2 separate regions of the Mus musculus genome follow, and region 1 is linked to region 2. Evidence: chromatin contacts called from public HiCAR-type data. All regions are on one chromosome and are shown on one strand. Each heading gives the region's core, a stretch centred on a gene start, on an enhancer-like site or on the middle of the called end of the contact. The rest is flanking DNA. Distances are from core to core; before and after follow the strand shown.

The links. HiCAR-type assays count read pairs that join an accessible place to other places.
Region 1: a contact with region 2 is called in a HiCAR-type map of astrocytes, with 2.6 times the contacts expected there. The contact joins the promoter of Itch here to the enhancer-like site in region 2. A contact is called at or near these places in 4 of 39 promoter capture datasets (HPC-7-derived erythroid cells, cranial neural crest, frontonasal cranial neural crest and 1 more), 1 of 115 datasets of contacts at active chromatin or transcription factors (astrocytes) and 1 of 9 other capture datasets (pancreatic islet).

Annotation. Positions count from the first base shown.
Region 1 is chr2:155,128,658-155,136,236 of GRCm38.p6, forward strand. It overlaps Itch (itchy, E3 ubiquitin protein ligase), which reads left to right and starts at 4,824. Exons shown (of 25, transcript NM_008395.3): 1 at 4,824-4,928.
Region 2 is chr2:154,940,254-154,947,231 of GRCm38.p6, forward strand. No RefSeq gene overlaps it. Among named protein-coding and RNA genes, the nearest start is that of Eif2s2, 51 kb to the left of the region's middle. Within about 2 kb of position 2,773, at least 27 of the 459 cell types and tissues checked have an H3K27ac peak or open chromatin away from gene starts, as enhancers often do.

The sequences.
Region 1 (7,579 bases), core at 3,574-6,073, 190 kb after region 2:
GGGCACCCCCTTGCCTTTCTTCCTTCCTTCCTTCCTTCCTTCCTTCCTTCCTTCCTTCCTTCCTTCCTTCTTTTCTTTCTTTCTGTTGTGTCTGTTGTGTGTGTTCTGTTGTGATCACAACCTGGGTTTTAGCCTGGAAAGGCATTTTGGAAACCTGGAAGAGAAGAGGAGCTGGGCTGCGCGAGATAAGGAAGGAACCAAGACAAAGCTCTCTGTTCAAGGTTTAATTTTTACTATTTTGTCTTTCTCTCTCTCTCTCTCTCTCTCTCTCTCTCTCTCTCTCTCTCTCTCTCTCTCTCTCTTTCTTTTTTGGTTTTTTGAGACAGGGTTTCTCTGTGCAGCCCTGGCTGTCCTGGAACTCACTCTGTAGACCAGGCTGGCCTCGAACTCAGAAATCCACCTGCCTCTGCCTCCCGAGTGCTGGGATTAAAGGCGTGCGCCACCACACCCGGCTTCCTTGCCTTTCTTATAACCAGATCCTCCAGCCTTCGAGCTTTTGCTGTAGCAAGGGATGGTTCTTTCCTGCCATACTAGGCAGATGGAAAATGAAAGTGGTTTGAGGTTTTATTAACCACTGTTTCTATATTTTAATTCTTTCAGTCAAGCCAAGATTAGAGTGAGTTCTGAGTCAAGGAACCTGAGAGCCAGAATCACAGAGCATGAAAGAATGAGGAAATGGCCTGACTGTGATTTGCTGCCTTGACCAACAAAGGCTTCTTGGAGAACAAGCAAGTACCTATTTCAGATCTGCCTGAATCCTCACCAGATCCTGAAAGGTGGACTTGTAACCATTCTGAAAGGAATGAAGACAGCAAAAGAGACCCTTGTATGCCTCCCTTCAGCTATCAAACTATTGGGACAGGGGAACCCAAGAAATTAGAATCTTTCCAGGAGTCTCATTCACGTGTAGGGAAAGGCCAGGGCCCTGGAGCCAGGCAGAGGAGAACTTGGCTCCCACAAATATTTCACATAGTTCCGACAACTTACCAGGCTACCTTCCAAGAGAAACTGGAGCCCAGACAATGATTGTGAACAAGACCTCACTTTAACCATGAGTGCTTAGTTATGTATACCTTTTGCCCTCCATTTGAACCTAATCTTCATGACAGGGCTCTAAAGTTGGACCCGAGGGGCTCACTGGACCTCTGTTGTTCTCACCATGTTCATATTGCAGCAAATCTCCTTTGTTTGCTTGTCGAGGTTATTTTCTCTTTGGTTGGTTTTTTGGAGGGCTAGATGGGCTAGCCTCGCTTCTGGGCTGAGCCTCACATCTCTGTTCCAGGATCTACTACTTTCATATTGGTGATTTGGTTGTTGAGGCTCAGATGACTGTAAGACTTTGTAACCTTGGCTTGGCACTTGCGTGTTTCCCTGGGCTGGGTTGCTTTTCATTCCCCTCCCTTTGCTGGGTATTCTAAATTCTTATTCTAGATTCTCAAGAAAAAATTTCAACTTAGGTGATTAAGGTGTTAATTGTTAAGTCGTCTTAGTTTAGATTTAGAACCCTGACCTTCATATAATATCGGAATGTGTACAGCCATTCCATGTCCTTGGATTCGGGGCATCAGATAACACAAAACACGTAAGTTGGTATGATGTTGAGCTTGGAGAGAGGTAATATGTTTGTTACTTGTTCTAGGTTTGCCCATCACCATCCTCACCCTCCAGTGTTTTCTTTTTTGGGGGGTGGGGTTTCGAGACAGAGTTTCTCTGTATAGCCCTGGCTGTCCTGGAATTCACTTTGTAGACCAGGCTGGCCTTGAACTCAGAAATCTGCCTGCCTCTGCCTCCTGAGGGCTGGGATTAAAGGCGTGCACCACCACGTCCGGCTTCAGTGTTTTCATTTCTTATAAAAGCCCTTCATTGGGCTGGAGAGATAGCTTATTAGTAGGTAGAGTGCTTACTGCACAAATATAAAGTTGTGATTACCAGTATCCATGTCAAAAGCTGGGCTTGGTGACACATACCTGTGATCCCAGTACTGGAAAGTGGGAAAGAGGAGGACCCCTGGAGTGTGCCGGCCAGCCAGTCTAGCTGAATTGGTGACCTCCTGGCTTAGTAAGCCACTCTATCTCAGAAAATAGTGATTGAAGAAGACACTTAGATTCTACCTCTGCCCTCTGAAATCCCTCAACCCCAGAGACAAAAACACACAGAGACACACAAATACACACACAAACACATACACTGAGCCACACAGATATACAGATAAACGCACACGCACATACACACAAACTTTGTGACCTCAAGTTTCCTGAGATGAACCTTGGAGGCACTGGGCTCCACCTCCTCAGGATGTCAGTCTCTGAATAAACGTGGTTTCCTTCTCATCATTTTCCTCTAGAAAAGGGCTGACATTCAGTGACAAGCAGTTGGACATTGGTTCAGTAACAGTGAGTTGTTGGGAGAAGGACTGAATTTTAAAAATCCATATTTCTCTGAAGTCCACATTGTTAATTCTTGCTAGTTCCTGCCTTGCAGGTCAGAGATGATTCCCCCATTGACACTGGCAGAAGGCTAAGGCAGTATATAGTTCAGTAGGTCACAAAATGTGATTCCTGGGTGTCAGCATCACTGGGAAAATGCCCATTCTTGGCTTCATCTAGAACTTTCTAAACTTCTAGGGGTTAGGTCCATCTTAGGGACATAGCACATGTATAGTATATACAAATCCAACATTAAATCCCCAGAACAATAATTTTTTAAAAAGATTTTCTTGGGAGAAGTTTGGAGTATAGCTTTTAACTTTCATCACGTTAGTTTTACCTACTATCATAGAAGTTTTCAATTGAGCTGGGCAGTGGTGGCGCACGCCTTTAGTGCCAGCACTTGGGAGGTAGAAACAGGCGGATTTCTGAATTCGAGAGGCCAGCCTGGTCTATAAAGTGAGTTCCAGGACATCCAGGGCTTCACAGAGAAACCCTGTCTCAAAAAAACCAAAACCAAAACAAACCCAAAAAAGGAGAAGTTTTAAATTATGGGGCTTGGCCAACCAATCTACAAACCTGACTACTTGGGTTCCACCCCTGCCTGATACCTGGATCCCACAGTGGGAGCCGAGAACCAGTTCCTAGAAGTTGTCCTCTGACCTCCACACTTATAAAAATAAATAAAATAGAAATGCAAAACCCATGTAGGCAAGCTGAGTGTGGTAATTCATGCTTGTAATCTCATTACTGGGAAGGTTGAGCGTGAAGCATCCTGAGCATGAGGCCAGTCTGAGTTAGTTAGTGAGAATTTGTCCCCTAAATAAAGAAAAAACTGTAGATAAAGATTATCTGGAACTAGATGACTTGGCTTGGAACCTTGGTTTCTGTGTTAGTGATCTTGGGCCAATTAATAATTTCCTTTATATTCAGTTGTTTTCTGTACAAAATAATAAAGTAACAAAATATATTTATAATATTTGTTAAAATATCTTATAGTATGCCCAGTGACAAGAATCATCTGGGATGCTAGTTTAAAAAACAAAACAAAACGAAACAAGAAACCAACCCAGATTCTCCTAGAGCACACCACTCTCTCAATATTGGGGATAAAATCTTGGGCCTCATCAATGCTATGTAAGTATCTACTAGTGAGTTACATCTTGAGCCAACTCTTACAGCTTAATCCCTAATGTGGCAAACATTGGCTGGAAGTGCAGAAGAACTTTTAAATACTTAAACACACCAAACCAAAACTAAAAAACAAAAACAAAATCCCAAAAACCCAAACCCAGGGTTTCACCACGTAACCTCGGTTGGTCTAGAACTCTCAAGATATTTGGACATGGCTAGCCTTGAACCCACAGAGATCCATTTGTCTCTGTCTTCTAATGGAACCTGAAGCTTGCTGTGTGGTCTAGGGCGTTGACTAGGGAGCTCCTATGTCTGCCCACCACTGTTAGGGGTCCGTTGGTGCCAGCTTTTATATGAATGCTGGGGTTTCAAACATCCTTGTGCTTGCATGGCAAGAGCCTTTACCCACTGAACCATCCTCCCAACTCAGAATCTTTTTTGTTTAATAAACTCAGCACATAATTCATAATATGGTAGTTTCAAAGGTATTTCGAAAAGTTTAAGTGACTTTCTAGATAGTTTCCTTACGAGGAAACAGGATAAACAATAATAGCAAAGTTTGCTAATTATCACGTGCCTCTATTATTACCACTGCACAGCCTATTAATTCGGTAGGATTAGATGTGTTTTGCCTGGGTTAAGAAGTTTAATTTAAGCATCTGAAAAGGTAACCAATGGCATCTTTCACATAGTTTTGTTGTAAACGTTTAGAAGTATGCTTTTCAGTTTTTATAACTCATGCCGCCTTGGCGCTGTCAAGCTGTCACCCTCCTAAGAACTTCCTGTCAAAAGGTGGAGAAAGGAGAATTTGAACCCAAACAGTGTAACTCCAGAAGGATAGAACCGGCACAGTGCTTCATAAATTGTGATTCCTGCTGTTAGGAGTATCAGGAGAGAACTTGATAAAAATGCAGATTATAAAGCAACCCCTATTCCATCCCAGATCTACTGAGTCAGAAACTGGCGGTGGAGCTCAGCAGTCTGTTTTTAAAAGCTGTTCAAGTGATTCTGAGACACGCTAGCATTTGGTAACAGTCTTTAGAGGTCCTGGCGGGGAAGAAGGGGTCAAAAGGAAGGAACGAAAGAAGAAAGGAAAGAAGGGAGAAAGGAAAGGAGAAAGGAAGGAAGAAAAGAAAAAAGCCTTGGAGATGTAGAGAGCAAGGCTTAGTGTCCACTTCACCTGGAGGTGAGGAAAAATGATTTAGGAGGCTGGCGCGCAAGGCCTGCTGGGGCCTGTAGTCCGGACTGCGCCGAGGAGGCCGCGCCTGCGCACTAGGTGTGAAGTAGCTCTAGTCGCTGTAGTCGGGGCTCGGGACCGGCTGCCATCTTAGCGGAGGGACTGAGGAGTCGTCGCCGCCCCGAGTCCCGGTAAACACGCGCAGGCAGACTGGGGTCATTTCTGTGGCTTGGAGGGAGTTTGGATGAAAAGGCATGGGGAATGCGAAGGGTAGAGGAGTGTGGCGCTCGAGTCTGGACCTAGAGCCGGGGCTGCTCTTCCCGCAGCCGGTGTCCGTGGGGGGCGCCCGGAGAGCCGGCTGGTGGCCCGAGCCGAGTGGCGGGTGGGTCAGCAGGTCGAGCCGAACTGCTAGTGCTTGGCCTAGGCGTCCGGAGCCTGTAGGCCCGCGAGCCCCAAGTTGGGAGAGAGCCGAGCCGCGGCGGACGTGGGCAGGGTCCAGCCCCGCGCCCCGCTGCCGCGCCCGGGGGTTCCTCTCCCGCGGCCCGGCCTACGCGCGGGGCCCGGTGGCAGCGGCCCGCCCGCGCGACGTGGCCCTTTGAGGGGCGGCGGCCGGGCCCACCTGCCACCTGGCAGGCTCCCCCCGAGACTTTTCCAAGCTCCCACTCGCAGAGGACCTTCCCCAGTGACTGCTTCCCCTTCTGTCTTGTACTTCCCTCCTCCCTCCATTGTCCCCACTCATGGTGGTCCCGGCCCAGGCCGGCGCCACCGACTTTTGCAGACGTGGAGCTGTCACAGCCCTTTCTACCGAGAGCGTACTTTTCTTGAGCAAAGAAAAAAGTAGAGGTGAGCGCATTTGAAAGGTGGAAGCCCAATGAGGGCAGGACTTTTAAATAGAAGACTTGAGTTTTGAGACATAGTTCCCGGCTGCAACTTCAAGAGAGAAAAAAAATATATAAGGGTCAGTGCACCCGAAGTAGGCATTGGGCCTAAAGTTAGAGATGTGACCAGGTGACTTGCAAAGTACCCCAAATTCACAGTTCCCCACTCGCTTGTTTTCTTGGCTGTGTTAGAATCCTAATCCTGTTGAGACTTCTGTTCCTCTTTAAGCTGCAGTGAACTTGTTCTAAAGGGGGCAGTGGGGAGAAGAGGGAGGTTTTCTTCTTCACAGTTGACAGAACACCATCTAGCCACCCATCATCATTCTCTTAAGTGGGTGGTTCTCCTGTATCCTTATCTTAAGAAAGTAGGTAAAGGCTGTGTATGTTCACTCCCAGGATTGGCAGAGGGCTTGGTTCTCATCTGAAATAAAGTCTTTTGGGGGCAAGTTTGAGATTCAGCCTTGTGTATCACAGGGTTACCTAAGGCTTAATTTTGCAGGTTTAAAAAAGATTGAAATTTTCTTTTGAACAGTGAATATACTTTGTATGTGTGAGTTCAGGAATTCAAACTTCAGATGTCAACAAGGATATATATACTATGAATCCAAAAGCAAGTGCCTAATACTTTTTACTGTATTCTAGAGTAAATTCTACATTCTTTAAAACAAACAAACAAACAAACAAAACAACAACAAAGATTTACTTAAGAGACAGACTGATCCATGGTCCCAAGGTTTGGCCATTAGTGTAATTACAAGAGCTTTTAATTTTTTTGTTTTTGTTTTGAGACATGATTTGCTCTGTATCGCTGACTGGACTAGAACACACTGTGTGTAAACCTAGGCTGGCATCAAACGTCATTCTGTCTTCCTGCCTCTCCCTCCCAAGTGCTGGGATTATAGGTGCTTAACCAACAGAGTGGGCTCGGGAGAAGTTTTGAGATTTGTTTATTTGTGTGTGTGTATGTGTGCATGCGCACACCATGACTTGAGTTGGAAGTCAAGAGTGTTTCCTCTTTCCTGTGTGTTCTAGGGTTCACACTCAGGTCATCAGGCTTGCATAGCAAGTGACTTTCCTTGCTGAGCTATTTTGCTGGACCAGGAGAGATTTTTGAAAGTAGAGTTTTCAGCTCAGTTGGTAGAGTGCTTGTTTACCACACACAAGGCCCAAGTTTATTTAGCTCTCAGAAGCATTGGGAGGTGAGGCCGCCTGAAGTACTTGAGACCCTTTTTAAAAAAGTAGATGCTCTCAGGTCTCAGTTTTGAGATAGAATAGTGGGTCTGGATTGGCTTCTATAACTTTACTTACAGATGGGCTGTAGGTAGTTGGGATGGTTTTGGGAACACTGAGGCAAATCATAGTATGGTTATAACAAAGACAGCACAAAAAGCTTTGAGATGGGGGAGGAAGTGGAAGTGGCCTGTGTGGGATTGTTGAGGGAAGTGGCAAGACCTATGTATGAAGGTCAACATGGTTAGTTCCAGGCCATCACAGCTACCTAGTGGGTCCTGGCTCAAAAAAGGGTTAGTCTATGGACCCGAGGTTCTAGAGCAGTGGTTCTCAAGCTGGGTTTTGGCCCCTTTGGCAAGCCTCTAGCTCCAAAAATATTTACATTGTAATTCATAACAGTAGCAAAATTACAATTATGAAGAAGCAGCAAAAAATAATGTTATGGTTGGAGCTGGTAAGCCCCATGAGGGACTGTACAGCATGAGGAACTGTATTAAAGGGTCACAGCCTTAGGAGGGTTGAGAAGCAGTGGGTTAGAGGATGAGTAGGAATGGGGCAGAGGTGAAGAAAGGGAAGGAAATACCTTACTACCTCGAGGCGTGTGTCAGTTAGGAAGGTGGGAGAAAAGGAGCGCAGGGTGTGGGATGCAGGGGCCTCAGGACCAGGAGGGCAAAAGGACCTGTTCTGGAAAAGCTCTGCGTACAGTGCTAATGCTCGTGAATTTGATGTCGTGA
Region 2 (6,978 bases), core at 1,523-4,022:
GTATTCTACACAGTAGAAAGGCAGGTTAAGGAGGCTGTCAGAATGAGACACGGGGCTTGTCAATTTATTAGAGAAAAAGGCATTGTTGGGGTGCATCTGACCAGGAAGATGTAGGGAGCCTGACGTTTCAGAGAACAGTCAGCTTCATTCTTCAGCCCTTATTGTTTGAACCTTCTACTAGTCTGGACCTGAGGAGAATCTGACTGGCCTAGGAGTCCAGTAGGAATCTAAGGGCAGGGAGTCTGTGGGTAGAAGGCCTGCACCTTCCTAAGTACAGGCATGCCAGGATCTTCACTCCAAAGAGCTTGTCCCCTGGCTGGCCCTCCTTCCTCATAGTTTTCAGGCCCTGTGATCTTTACTGTAAAGCGAACCATCTGGCTTCGATATGGGCTCCTGACTTACTTAAAGCTTTTCATGTCTCCAGCACCAGGAAGCTCTCTAGCCCCTTTATGTAAGCACTTGGGCATCTAAGATGACTCTCTCGCCATCTGGGCATAAGAGCCCACTGGACAACAATGTAGAATAGAGAATAATAAGAATCCATGTGGGGGGGCTGGTGAGATGGCTCAGTGGGTTAGAGCACCCGACTGCTCTTCCGAAGGTCCAGAGTTCAAATCCCAGCAACCACATGGTGGCTCACAACCATCCGTAACAAGATCTGACTCCCTCTTCTGGAGTGTCTGAAGACAGCTACAGTGTACTTACATATAATAAATAAATAAATCTTTAAAAAAAAAAAAAAAAAAAAAAAAAAAAAAAGAATCCATGTGGGAAGATAAGTCTGGGATTCACAGAGGTGGAGCCCAGGCTCAGTCGCCTGTGAGTGTCAAAACAGGGGACTAGGTCCCCCAACCCATGCTACAGTTGGATGTCCATCTGAATCTTTGGCTCTTTCCTAAAGAGAGCAGAACCCAGAACTTCTTGAAGAAATCAAGGAAGGAGGTCTTATCTTAATAAGAGACCACACAAAGGAAGATTCAACCCCATAAGTTGGCACTCCAGTCACCAAGATCAGATGAAGGGATCAGGTATGTGTCAGATGATCAACAAGATTCACTGAGAGGAAATTGGATGGAGTGGTGAGGAGGTGAAGGCTAGGGGGAACTGGTCACTTCCCAGAAGGGATCAAAGCCACTAAGGGCTCTCTGAAGGGATGCCAGCAAGCTAAGGAAAATGTGCAAGCCCTCTCCTTATGTAGCTGCATGCTTCACAACTTTTCCATCACTTGTTCCTGTTCAGGACCAGTGTGGCTGCTCACCCTCTGCATGAAAGGCTTTCTTAGCACATACCCCCATGGCTGGACTCTTCCCTCTGAGATTCTATTGTTCTTTGTACCACGTGACCCCCTTTCCTTCCTAGAATCCCTAGTCATTGAAATCCCCTTTGTTTACCTATCTTGGTCTCCTGTTCCCCCTGCAGTCTAAGTGCTAGGAAAGTGTCCTTTGCTGCTGCCTACCCAGTGCCTACAACATCACCCACAGAGCAGCAGGTTGATAAAAGTCACAAATGAGCAGGCAGCCAGGCCTAGGAAAGTTGGCCCTAGACAGCCAGATGAAATCGTAATGGGATGCAGATGGCCAGGAGGACTATAAATGATAAGAGAGGAAATTGGGAGCAGTTACCTAAATCTCCTGGGAAGTGGAAATAGAAAGTGAAAATAAAAGAATAACCACATTTTGCCTGATGTCTTCCAGCTTTGATCATATCCAGCAGGGTTGAACACCGGGCTCCTATGTGCTCAGTGTTAGGCTGAGCTACCGCTAACGAGATAGCCTTAAGATAATGAGGCAAAGCAACCTCAGCACGGCCTCTTGGCTGAGTGTTTAAAGCCCACACTGAGTTCACCATCTAACAGGAAAACACAGCTAAAGCCCGGCTACGTGAAAATGGGGAAGGAACCACAAGGTTGTGTATGAACTCCAAGGGGAAGGAAAGAGTCGGGGGAAACTATGGGAGAGACTGGGGGAGGAGGTGGGGTGAGTCCAGGCTGGCCTTGAACTTCTGATCTTTCTTCCTCTGTCTCCCAGTTGCTAGAGCTACAGGTACGTACCACTGTGCTCGGCTCTAGGACGTTTCATTTAGGACATAAAGATAGATAAAGAATTCATCAGGCAGAGAGACAGAAAATGTATTTCAGATGAGGTGACCATGTGAGAAAAGGGTATGGAAGCTTAGAGTACTCCCTATGCTCAGAGGACAGCAAGCAACCATCCCAGAAACAGGGCACGGGATCAATCAACAGATTTTTAAAAAAAATCACCCCAGGGTGTTAGAGCTGGAAGCTGATTTTGACTGAGGGAAAAGGGACTCTTGAGGTTAGCGAAGAGAGAGCTTCCTGAGCGGGGCTTGAGATGGTGATAAAGAGAGGTGAGTCCTTGTGAGGCCAAGTCTGACTGCAGCCCTTTCACTGATGCCTAGGGCCACATTGTTTTGAATGGGGCGCCTGTGTGCTCAGAGGGGCGGGCACAGACACTGCTGATTCCCAGCCTCCGCCCCAGGCATTCATCAGGCAAAGACGCCAACCTAGAGTAGAGGCCTGATATAACCACTGGGAGCAACGCACCAAGGACAGCAGGCACCGGTTGAGCAATCGATGTCTTTTCCTAAATAGCTAAAAGCTCCTAAAAGCGGGGAGGGGGTATTTCTTCCATCCATCGTTCATGGAGAGCCAGGAGCTAAGAAAGAACTAAGAAAATGGGACGTCTCCACAACCTGCACTTGTTAACAGTATTTAAGACCAGCCTGTGCTCTTTAAATCAGATGTTTGTTGGCTCAAAGATGCCTCCAGTCTTATTTAACTCTGCCTCGTGGAAATTGGAACCTGGACATTTCCGGGATGTACACAAGTGGGTGTGTTATGTGAATGAGTGTCACCCCAGGCCCCAGATCCCCGTTCCTCCCTAACCAATTCAGTGGGAACCTGAAATAAGGATGAACTCAGACGAGGACCTGAAGAGAAAGGAAAGGAAACTACTGGGCAGAACCAACTCTGAAATGGGCCTCAAACTCGGCGGCTGCAAAACCTATCCGCGAGACTGCACTGCCCCCAGGCGGCCACAGCGCTCTGCTCCGGAGACTTCCTGATGGATCTCATCACAGACTCAGTAGAGGGAAGACAAGAGGAAAGACCTTGTATATTTGTTTCTGGGCTCAAGCTGTTACCTGTTATCAGTTATTTTCCTCCATCTCCTCCCCGCTTTCCTTATTCCTTCTTTTTCCCCTTCCTTCCCCAGGAGTCAGCGTTCCTCCGGTTGTCCGGCTTGGTGGCAAACACCCGCACCCATCATACACCTCATTACTACTCAATGGTTTTCCTATTCATTTTCTCCATTTGTCTCTTTCTTTTCTTTTCTTCTTTTCCTTCTCCTCCTCCTCCTTCTTTTTACAAAGTGTTAACACAGAGATGCACTTTAAATCTGAGCACCCCTATGATGGGGTGAAACAACATAATGGGAACAATTCTATCCATTTTCTTAAGTGTGTGTGTATGTGATGCATATGAATGTATGCAGGTGTGTCTGCACATACATGTGGATGTGTACAGAAGCCAGAGGTAAATTTGAGATATTTTCTTCTATCATTACCCATATTATTTTTTGAGGCCTGGTCTCTCATTGAACCTGGCATTGCCACTTCAACCGGCAAGCTCTTAGGGTCTGCCTGTCTCCTCCAACCCTGCTCTGCTGTGGCTACAGATGTTCACAGCTGCTGTACTTGACTTACTACGTGGGTCCTGGACATCCAAGCTCAGGTCCTCATGCTTCTCCAGCGGGCAACCCTCTGAGCCAAGGAGAGAGGGGATAGGTTCCTGGGTAAGAGCAGAGCTGCAGTGTGTCTATGGTCTATGGGTTAGAAAGGTTGTTGGGGGAACAGCAGAGCTGACAGGAGCCCTTCAGGGGGCTCAGCTCCTGCTCTGCCTGACTTTACAAGTCCTGAAGACAGCAGTTCAAAAGCCCCCACCGAGGAAGGGCTGGGAAGAAAGTTATCAGTTTCAGACTCCAAAATAATCTAGCACGAATAGCTGCCCTTCCTGAGTCCTGGGGGCTGATGGGAGGCATCAGGTCCCCTGGTCCTGGGAGAACATCTGAGGGACAGCATGGCACATGGCAGGAAAGAAAGATAAATGCTGCAAGGTGACGCCCATTCTCGTAGTAGAGTTCTCACTTTCTCTAGCTTCCTAGTCTCACGTCAGTCACCTATGATACCGCAATTTCTCTGTGTTTTATAATATTCTGCTTATCCCCAGGCTTTCTTGGATCCCTCATATTTTTCATTTGTGGATTCCCTAGGGTTTGCCCCATACTCAGAGAAACAGATAGATGGCTATGTAACCAGGTTAAAGTTACCAGAGGGAGAAGGTGTTGCAGGAAAATCTTGCACCTGCCCCTTACTGATTGAAAGAGCAAGTGTAAGTTATTGTGGGTTTTTTTTTTTTTTTAAACACACACAAAAACCAACTTCCTACGCCGGGCAGCGGTGGTGTACGCCTTTAATCCCAGCATTTAGGAGGCAGAGGCAGGCGGATTTCTGAGTTCAAGGCCAGCCTGGTCTACAAAGTGAGTTCAAGGACAGCCAGGGCTATCCAGAGAAAACTGGCCTTGAAAAACAAAAACAAAAACAATCCAAAACAGACAAACAAAACACCTTCCCTAGGGGCAGGGAGACGGCTCAGTTAGTAAGGCGCATGCCAAGCACAGAGGGTCTGGGCGTGACCCTCAGTGCCCTTGTGAAACAGGCTGGGTCTGTTATCCCAGAGTCAAGGAGGCAGAAACAGGAAGGTGCCTGGGATTCTCCGGCCAGTCAGTCCAGCCGATTCGCAAGCTCTAAGTTCAGTGAGGGACTCTAGATACAAACAAGGAACAACAACAACAACCAAAAAGGTGATGCATGATTAAAAAAGACACCCAGTATGGACCTCCAACCTACACAGACATACATACTTGTGCAACTGTGTGGGCACACAAACACGTATGTAGAAAACCCAAACCAAAGCCCCCTGCCCTGGTTCATTTTCTCACCTAAAAAATGTCTCATAGGTTGTTGTACTAGAGGACACTTCTAGTTCTCAATAAGTCAGGCTTTATCATTATAGTAGGTTTATCCTCTATGATAACTCCCCTTACTTATCTTTAAAAAAAACAATTCCACCATTAAAAGAATCTCATTAGGTTCAAGATTTAAAAAGCCCTGTTCATTGTAATCTCTTTAGGGAGAGGTTTGTTCCACATCCCTTATTACTGCCATGATCCTGAATCAGTTCAGGTCGAACAGGGAAGGAATTGGTGACAAGGACTCACTCTGTGTGGGTGGGAGCTGGGGGAAGGAAATGTTTACCAAACTCTGGCAGGAGGATTTCAATCACATCTCTGTCATCATCGTCGTCTATTTGATCTGTTCAGAGGACAACTTTAGGGAGTTGGTTCTCATCTACCACTGTGTTGAGGTAGCTAGCCTGCTTCATACTCCAGGCTAGCTCACCCAAGAATTTCTGGTTAGGGGCTGGCAAGATGGCTCAGTGGGTAAGTGTACTGACTGCTCTTCCGAAGGTCCTGAGTTCAAATCCCAGCAACCACATGGTGGCTCATAACCATCTGTAATGAGATCTGATGCCCTCTTCTGGTGTCTGAAGACAGCTACAGTGTACTTAATAAATAAATATTTGGACCTGAGAGAGTGGGGCTGACCAGAGCAAATAGGGTTGGCCGGAGCAATCAGAGGTCCTAAAAATTCAATTCCCAACAACCACATGAAGGCTCACAACCATCTGTACAGCTGCAGTGTACTCATATACATAAAATAAAATAAATAAACCTTAAAAAGAAAGAAAAAAAGAACAGAACTTCGGGTTGATTTTTTTGTCTCATCTCCTGTCTCACAGTAGAAGTGCTGGGATGGCAGATGTGCCCACCACATCTGGCCTTTTATTTTTACATCTGTGTGTGTGTGTGCGTGTGTAGGTGGTTATGTATGTGCTCTCAAGCTATGGAACACTGTGGAGGTCAGAGTACTTCTCCTTCCACCATGTGTGTTCTGGAGAGAGAGCTCAGGGTATCAGCAAGTGCCTTTCCTTGTTTAGCCATCTTGCTGACCATCCCCCACATCCAGCTATCTGTGTGGATTCTGGGAGGTCAAAATCAGGTTGTCAGGGTTGCATGACACGCACTTTTACCTGCTGAGCTGTGTCCTCGGCCCACATTGTTGTTGTTGTTTTCGAGACAGGGTTTCTCTGTATAGCCCTGGCCGTCCTGGAACTCACTTTGTAGACCAGGCTGGCCTCGAACTCAGAAATCCGCCTGCCTCTGCCTCTCCAGTGCTGGGATTAAAGACGTGAGCCACCATGCCTGGCTGTTGTTGTTGTTATTAATATTGTTATTATTATTAATTTATTATTGTGTTTGCTGTGCTAAGGATTGAACTTAGGGTCTCATTCTTGATGGTCAAGCATTCTACCACTGAGCTATATCCCTAGCCTCACCCACTACATATTATCCTTTACTAGATATTTTTAAAAATCAACGAACTCTTCCAAAAGTTAAAAAACATTCAAGTAAAAGGGAAATACGTATTATATACCTGTGTCATTTTTCATAACCAGAACAAAATTCCAGAAAACAAAAGTTACTGAATTCTAAATAATTCCTGCTACCAGAAGAATATAATATTAGGCACAAGATCTGTTTTCTGGTTTTAAAATGTAGCTGAGTGGTGGTGGCATCCCAGCACTCAGGAGGCAGAGCCAGGAGGACCTCTGTGAGTTTGAAGTCAGCCTGGACTCCAGAGGGAGTTCCAGGACAGTCAGAGCACTTGAATGAGACCCTCAGAAAGAAAACAAAAACAGAAAGAGAAAGAAACAAACAAAGATCAGGCTGGGGCACAGGGCTGAGGCCTGGAGGCTATCCACACCCAGTTTGCAGCCTTGGGTAAGCCTTGCCGTTTTACAGTCCCAGTGAACAGGACAGAACGCTCACATAGCTAACA